Linked DNA regions of Sus scrofa: regions 1 and 3 are each linked to region 2. Evidence: chromatin contacts called from public HiChIP or PLAC-seq data. All regions are on one chromosome and are shown on one strand. Each heading gives the region's core, a stretch centred on a gene start, on an enhancer-like site or on the middle of the called end of the contact. The rest is flanking DNA. Distances are from core to core; before and after follow the strand shown. Region 1 has its middle 82 kb from the start of MIR128-2. Region 2 overlaps ARPP21 (cAMP-regulated phosphoprotein 21). Region 3 has its middle 170 kb from the start of MIR128-2.

The links. HiChIP or PLAC-seq counts read pairs in DNA pulled down with a chosen protein or histone mark.
Region 1: a contact with region 2 is called in an H3K27ac HiChIP or PLAC-seq map of skeletal muscle. The contact joins two enhancer-like sites. A contact is called at or near these places in 1 of 47 Hi-C or Micro-C datasets (skeletal muscle) and 1 of 2 datasets of contacts at active chromatin or transcription factors (skeletal muscle).
Region 3: an H3K27ac HiChIP or PLAC-seq map of skeletal muscle shows a contact between it and region 2, with 5 times the contacts expected there. The contact joins two enhancer-like sites. A contact is called at or near these places in 2 of 47 Hi-C or Micro-C datasets (both in skeletal muscle) and 1 of 2 datasets of contacts at active chromatin or transcription factors (skeletal muscle).

Annotation. Positions count from the first base shown.
Region 1 is chr13:21,119,592-21,122,291 of Sscrofa11.1, forward strand. No RefSeq gene overlaps it. Among named protein-coding and RNA genes, the nearest start is that of MIR128-2, 82 kb to the left of the region's middle. Within about 2 kb of position 1,425, at least 3 of the 83 cell types and tissues checked have an H3K27ac peak or open chromatin away from gene starts, as enhancers often do. A contact at or near this core is called in skeletal muscle, where this site is marked.
Region 2 is chr13:20,975,184-20,977,883 of Sscrofa11.1, forward strand. It overlaps ARPP21 (cAMP-regulated phosphoprotein 21), which reads left to right. Exons shown (of 22, transcript XM_005669338.3): 1 at 1-664; 2 at 2,109-2,282. Among named protein-coding and RNA genes, the nearest start is that of ARPP21, 21 kb to the left of the region's middle. Within about 2 kb of position 1,443, at least 3 of the 83 cell types and tissues checked have an H3K27ac peak or open chromatin away from gene starts, as enhancers often do. A contact at or near this core is called in skeletal muscle, where this site is marked.
Region 3 is chr13:21,207,290-21,209,989 of Sscrofa11.1, forward strand. No RefSeq gene overlaps it. Among named protein-coding and RNA genes, the nearest start is that of MIR128-2, 170 kb to the left of the region's middle. Within about 2 kb of position 1,377, at least 4 of the 83 cell types and tissues checked have an H3K27ac peak or open chromatin away from gene starts, as enhancers often do. A contact at or near this core is called in skeletal muscle, where this site is marked.

The sequences.
Region 1 (2,700 bases), core at 175-2,674, 140 kb after region 2:
TAATATATGGCACAATGAACCTTTCCACAGAAAATAAAATCATGGACTTGGAGAATGGACTTGTCAGGGAAATGATCTACTTTCTGTGGGCCTGGAGCATTGGGAGTAAAAAAAATCTCACTCTGGTACAATGGCAAACTGTACCTGTGAACCAACTTGGAAGGGGGTGGCACTGCCTAAGATCTTGAAAATATCTCTACCATATCGTAGTGAGTAGAACTTTTATGAAGTAGCAGTGGATGTTCTACTTGTATGCCACTCTTGCTCAAAAGAATAAGTTCTCTTTTTTGATGCCTCGCTGTGCTAGATCCTCTGGTTCTCTATTAGCATTGACTTTTCTTGATGCATTTTTCTCTTCTTGTTCAAGGTAAGTTTTTCTGCAGAAAAGTTTATCATGTCTTTTATAAATGACTTAACCATTTTCAATAAACTGTCATAATTTACTTTGGCTGTGACCGTGGCATGAGGAAGTTCCCAGGCCAGGGATCCAACTCACACCATAGCAGTGACCTGAGCACAACAGTGACAATGCCAGGCCCCTAATCTGCTAGGCCATCAGGAAACTCCCTAAGCTGTCATAATCATTTAGTGCTCTATTCTCTAAACATGTTAGGTAAGACAACTCTGGTCTAACCCATGTAGTTAAGAAAATGCAAATTATAATCGGTATATTGCCTGGCTACTCAGCCCATTTTTTGATGCAAAGAATGTTCAGACAAGACAGGTGCAATGTCATGCCTCTTGGCTTTTTGTACAATGCTTCCTAAACATCCTGCTTCTCCCCCTCTCCTTATCCCATACAAACATACATGGCCACCACGAGGGCAAATTCACTCTCATGTTTGACAGCTGAAGACAGAGGTTACCTTCCTGAATCCTGTCTTGCAGGCTCCCATGTGTTTTCACTATGCTTTTTACATGCCTCTCCCCTCCAACATTTTAAGGGTATATATTTTCCTCCATAAATTTGGCAGCTCCATAAAGGTGGTCTTTCATCTTATTCCTCTAAGCTCATGTAACTTGGTTCCCAGCACATACAACTGTTCAACAATAAGAAACAGTAAATGAACATATGTTCTGGTATGAGAATCTCTGACATTATGAACTTGTATGAGTCATATAATGCTAGGGGACTTCTCCACCTCTAACTGAAAGGAAGTGATTGCTATTTGTTCCTGTCTACTCTATGCTGCTTTTCTACAGTGTGATCAGTTAATCATCATAAAATACTCAGAAGATAAGGACATGGAACAACAACAGATGGCAACCAAATCCCAAGGCATCTCAAAGAGATTCTGTCTATCAGTAAAAAGTCATGGAATGCAGCTTCAAGCACCAGATATTCTGACAGCTGCAGAATCTTGTCCGTATGTCATGCTGATGTCAGGGATCCTGGAAGCTCATCTATGATTCCTGCTGATTGATGTTCATAGTTTCAGCTCTGCTAGCACCTGTTAGGATGTATCACTGAAAGGTGAACATGTAACACCACTGCATGTGGCTCTGATATCCAATTTCACATGTGTTCTTTACTTATCTGCAACAGTTGCAAACCTTTTATAGTTGTGAATTCTAACATCACAGGAATTCAAGGCTGGGACTGTCTAGGACAGGCTGACATTAGCCCTGGAATGTGGTGGTCAATTCTTGTCATGCAGTCCCACTTTGAACGTCAAATGTTATACAAAAAGCAAATATTTCTCTCTGAATGCAAATACATATAAACACACATGCACTTTCCAAAATTTTCCACACTTTCCAATATTTCCATTTTCCAATGATTTCGCAAATTTTATGCAAAAATGGATCCTCCAACTGCCACTCCAACTGATTCTGCAAGGAGCAGAGCTGTTCCCATCAAGCCTTACCCAAATTGAAGATTCAAGAGAAAAATGTTTTCTTAAGCCTCTAAGTTATAAGGTGGTTGGTTATACAGTAAGTGTTACTGATAAACTCTCCCTTCTGCATTCCTAATTCCTGCTCTTAGAGGCAGATAGTTTAAACTTATTTTGCTATTTCTTCTGGAAATTGTTTCCATATTCTAGCTAGCATCATCTCAATATCAATTAAAGGAAATATTCACATTTTCTGAGGTGTGGTCTTACTATCTGTAAAATGAGGTAGCAATTTTGTCACTAATTCTAAGGATTACCTGAGACCATGAACTTAGATACATCATATAGGAGACTACACTCTGAGTAAGTACTATAAAAATTATAATTTAAGTAGGAAAAAATCACATTTTTCATGTCAGTGTAATATCAAGAGCATGAAGACCCATACCAAGGATACACATGGTCAGGGGCTTTTTTCTTTCTTTTTTTTTATGCTTTTAAGGTCCACACTTGCAGCATATGGACGTTTGCAGGCTAGGGGTCAATCAAAGCTGCAGTTGCCAGCCTATGCCACAGCAATAGCAAGATGGGATCCAAGCCATGTCTGTGACCTATACCACAGCTCAGGGTAATGATGGATCCTTACTTAACCCACTGAGCAAGGCCAGGGATCAAACTCAAATCTTCATGGATACTATTAGGGTTCGTTTTTGCTGAGCCACAAAGGGAACTCCAGTCAGGGTCTATTTAGATTTAAAATTGCCATGACCTCAAAAATAGAGAATTATGTGTCAGGCACAGTAAAGCCAGTTCATCACATATGTTTTTATAGATAGTTCTTAATTTTTTTGTAATCCCACAGCAT
Region 2 (2,700 bases), core at 193-2,692:
ACTATAGCAGTTGACACTTGGCCAGAATATATATTAACCAAATATTGGAGAAAATCTATTTGTTAGACATAGTTTTGCTTCTTTGTGAAAAAAAAATGGGAGAAATTGGAACAAATTAGGATGAAACGGCTGTGGAAGAGTCGGGTTAGTTTGGGGAACAGAAAGCTGGAGTAGGGTTGATTTCCTGGCACCACTTTCTTAGCAAAGAGAACAATTTTAATCAGTTACAAAAATATTTGTGATCCATATGTTCCTCTCTGCTCATCCCCATATGCCCATATTCTCTTTTATCCTGGTGGATGGTGACTTTGTGATTCAGGCATGCAAGAATAATACCTCGCTGGCTTTAGAGCTCAGTGCTATTTCAAAACGTGTCCTGGTAATTACGCACACACATATATCCAGGCTGTTCGCGCTTTGAGACGGTTACGTGAATATCAGTTTGTTCTTTCTTCATGGAAAGAATTATATCTTGCATCCACCTACTGGGACTGGAATAAGGCATCTAAGGCTTAGATTTGAAAACTGCATGGCCACTTCAACTGCTGGGTTAACCGCCACTGTGCAAATAGGAGCATCAAAAAAAGGAGACGGGAAGGCTGCGTTAATCATTGATAACTTCATTTTCTTTGGGAGAAGGAAAACAGAATCCAAAAAGCACTTGGTAAATCCATCCATCACTGCTGCCTGTTCTAAAACATATTAGATAATGGGCCGGGTACTTAAATAGATCCTAATTTTAAGGCATGTTGACCTCTATTTAATAGTTGTAGTAGCCATGGTGAAACTGGTCGAAATTGAAAAATTAAAATTACTGCTGACAAGAAATGCACTTGGGTTCTAAATTCATGTTTGCTTCTCTCAATAGTTATATAATTTTTTAACAACAAAAGCAACAGTTTACAGCCAATTATCCATTTTAATAAGACATGAATAAAGCTAGAAATTATTGACTAAGTGATTGGATTTTCAACAGTTGTTTTCCTCTTACACAACAAATGGTGTTGTAACCCAATATGCAGTAAAATTCAGTGAGCAGCCAGCTGTGCTCATTTAAACTTGGGAGGGGGCAGCGAGGGGGAGACTGAAAGGTTTTCTAAACTTCAGACTAAATAACTGAGATGCATGTAGTGTTTTCAAAGACAGGTCTATGGTGAAGAGATGTGCGTGCTGTTGGATTTAGCAGGTGTGTACCAGAGTCGAGTTGCAGCGAGAGGCGAAAGATCCAGCTTGATTTTGGCAAACGTTATTAGGAATCCGTCTCTGTGTTTGCATTCTAGCTGTCTTTGCCTCTGCTTCTGTAGGAGTTGTTAGAAAAAGAAAGTGCACGTTATAGCAGGGATTCTTTTCAACAGTCTCAGAGTTTGAAAAGCTGTTGAATCCCTCCACTTTGCTGTCAAACAGAATGCCCAGCTGGCGGTAGCAATCCTAATGGGGAGGGAGGTGTGTGGATAGACTGTTCATCCAGCAACTGGAATAGGAGGAATTCTTCTTCCCCAACTGTAAGTGGAGAGGAGAGAGCTTTCTCAGCAATGTCATGGTGAAAGTTTTTTTTCTTCCTTTGTATATTTTTTTCATCTTTCCAGATAATGCCTCATTAAGTCCAAAATCTTTCCATGTGCCTTCATAGGATAACTTTCATGAAGAAAGGAGTCACAGAAACAGCATTCATGTAGATTAGATTGATCTATAATTAAGACAAAGGCCTTGGTTGAAAAAGGAGGCAAGACTTCTGCTCAAAGGTGATTTGGATTCTCATTGAGGCAAACACACAAGCTTGTTTTTTTTTTTTTTTTTTTTTTTTTTTCCTTCAATATAAAGTGCGAGATTTCACTAAAAAAGGTTAAAATTGAAGTGAGTAATCTTCGGTGCATAATGCAATTGTTAATTTTAGCTCCTTGCGTGGGTGCCGTTCTGACTTGAACAGCCGGCTGTAGCCTTCATTAGAGAAGAAGCAGGCAGCTTGGGACAGGTGGAGCTGGATCAAGCCGGGAACGTGATTTGCTGGAAGCCGGTCATTAGTGTTAGAAACCCAGTCTTGTTTATTTCATCCTTCACCCTACTGTGATTCTTGCAACCATTATCATTGACTTTTCATCTTTTTTCAGGTGGATGATGTGTCAGACCGTGTAAGGGAATCGCCTGGAGATGGGGGTTCTGAACTGTTAATGGGGACATGGGACTCCCGTTGCCTCTGATCACTTGTGTGGATTTTCCTGGCATCGAAAGACAGAAGCCGCTCATAAGTCACCAAGAACGACAGCAGGAATTCTGCGTGAAAGGTAAAGGGCTGTCATCAGATGACTGTCACTCATCTGTATATTTTCCCCATTCTATAAATGTGCCTGTTTGCATCAAACAGTTCATGAAAGGTGACCCAAACAAACAGGATCTGTATCAGGGATTGGCTTACAGTTTGTAAAACTCGAGCTCCATTCGTTCATTTTTTAAAATCTGCTCATGATCTGTTTGTTTGTTTGTTTTTTTAATTGAAATGCTCTGGCAAAAAGGGCCACAGAAGTCCCATCTCCTCCCCCAACTCAGTACGTTGAAAAACAAACTGTTTTCTGCTGGGAAAGAGAACTTTTTGTTTGGTTACCTACACGCATCCCCAGTGTCACTGACATATGAGATCCGTCAGATACACTGAATGGAATATCCTCAAACCTCCCAAACTCCAGAGCCTTGCTCACTAGTCCC
Region 3 (2,700 bases), core at 127-2,626, 230 kb after region 2:
TGCTTCTTACACATTTTAATTAGTCCTCATAAAAAACCAGGAGATTAGATGAGGACATTGAGCCTTATTCACTAGCTCCACAAGCACAGTACTGAGTTATGGAGCAAGTTTTGATGGAAGGCTTTATCTGGGTACAAAACTCCAACTCTTAACCACTACCCCACTCTGACGTGGTGTGGATTTTTGTTTTTGTTTTTGTTTTTTGTTTTTTTTTTCAATTTTTACAAAAATTACTTTTTTTTTTTTTTGGTGATGACAGAATGTTTACTCATTAAATTTTTTTTTTTTAATTTTTCCCACTGTACAGCAAGGGGGTCAGGTTATCCTTATATGTATACATTGCAATTACAGTTTTTTCCCCCACCCTTTCTTCTGTTGCAACATGAGTATCTAGACATAGTTCTCAATGCTATTCAGCAGGATCTCCTTGTAAATCATGAGCTGTAGTGTAGGTCACAGACACAGTTCGGATCCTGTGTTGCAGTGGCTCTGGTGTAGGCCGGCGGCTACAGCTCTAATTAGACCCCTAGCCTGGGAACCTCCATATGCCATTGGTGCAGGCCTAAAAAGACAAAGACAAAAAAAAAAAAAAAAAAAAAAGGATTTTTGGATTCTTATTCGAAAAGCCATGGGAAACCACTCAAGATTTAATTATAAAAGTGGTGTAGTCATGTTCGTATTTTATAAAGCGCATTTTAGCTGCTTTCTGGAGAATAGATTGGAGAGGGCAAGATTATATACATGGTAAATAAGTTCATGTGCTTGACATTTGGGAATGTTTAAGTAAATTTTGGTAAAAACACTTGATAGACCAGAATTCTATGTTTATAAATAGCAATTACAAATAAATATGGAAAATAAACATGCAAAAATGCTCATGTGGTTATTGACAAATAGAAGGATATACATTTGTATTTATTTCTACCTATTTTATTGAGATATTATTGTTACTGGAAGGGGGACCCCTGTCACTCCCTCCTTTTGGCCCCTCTCAAATTCTCCGGGTTGGTTAAGTTTCTGTAATAGTGTAACAGCACAGGAGCACTGTGTTCCTTATCTAGGACTTCCTATTGTGAGACAGCTCATGCAAGTAATTATTATTGTGTCTGGCTGAGGCGGGGGGCGGGGGGGCAGGTGTCCCATCGATGGGTCCCTAAAAATGCAATTGACATATAACATTGTGTAGGTTTAAGGCATCCAACATGAAGATTTGATACACACACATGCCTAAAAACAGAAATACAAGTTCTAAATATTTATCTTGCAAAATAAACGGCAATTGCCAGCCATCTAATCCAAAAGTACCTGCCCCCTACTGCAACTATTCTTTTTTTTTTTCAAGCCTCCCAATTATTGCAGCTATTCTTATATTCCCCACTCAACTTCAGAGAATGTGATTTAGTAGATCTGGAGTGGGGCCCATTTTTTTAAATCTACACTAAAACTAACCAAAACAACCAAGTTCCCTAGCAGATTTAAATACACAGATTTAAATACAGGTGTCCTTACTCAAAGGACTCTGCTTGCTACTACGCCCCCTCCCTGTAACAAGCGCCGAAAACTCCACCTCTCCCCAGTTTCTTCTTACCTCAGGATCTGCTACAGATTGCGCAAGAATGTTTCCCCCAGTCAAGGCTAGATCTCATCTTACAGGCACTCTCGTAGGTCTAACAGCTGCATTTCTACGATCTTTGCTCTGAGTTGGGCAAAAGACTCTGGCGGTGCAGAGGTCCACAGCTCACTGATCCTCTGGTTTGAACGTTGACCTCAGAGGTGAGTCAATTAGTACCTCTCACGTAGGTTGCGAGTTCGCTTAACTTGTGTATTACCTGGGTTCCTCATTCTCGGATTCTGGGCCTGTGAGGTGCTGACCTCGAAGCCTAGGGAGAAGGTGGGGGCGGGGGCTGGAGAACTGGCAAATAGAGTGGTCTTGATGTAACAAAGACCCCGGGGCTGAGGAGGTTTAGGGAGATCCGAAACTGGGGCGGGAAGACAGTCCGAGAGGGTCCAGGTGAGAGTGTGGAAGGAGTAGAAGAGATGTAGAACTGGCAATGGCTGCACTAAACATTTATAGAGGAAAAATAGACACAAAGAATATATATCAAGAAGCAAACCAGGAGAGGATTTCAGCACATTATTCCAATGATATTGCAAGATAGGGACCCATTTTTATTCCCAAACAGGATGAGACCCTATTCTGCAGAATTTGGGCTTGCATGGAGAGAGAAACAAAAAGATTGTGTGCTAATCCCAATTAGAGCCAAAATTTGAATCTGGAAGCCAAACTATGAATACCCTGGTCCAGAATTTTAGCTGAAGTTATTTTTCTCTATGCAATGCCTCCATTTGGTGTAAGAAAGTACTGAGCAGCAGCACTTTTTTTTTTTTCTTTGACTATTATATTAGGCAAACTTTTCTCCAAAAAGCCATTTGCAGTTTTCCCAGTTGGATCTTGGGTCATGTGGAGATGGCGTTTTGCCATCTTTGGACCCTCATTTACCCTGCCTTTTTCTCTCTCATCTCTATCTCCACACCTTTCTCTCTCATCTCCATACAGCTAGTTTTTGAATGACTCCATCTATTGGTGCATGCTGCTCCAGTTCCCAGGCTAAACATCAGAGCTGAAACAGTTTATCATAGCTTCAGCCTGTCCACCTGTTGAGATCTGGGTATTAAATTTTATTGCCTGTGTCACCCAGT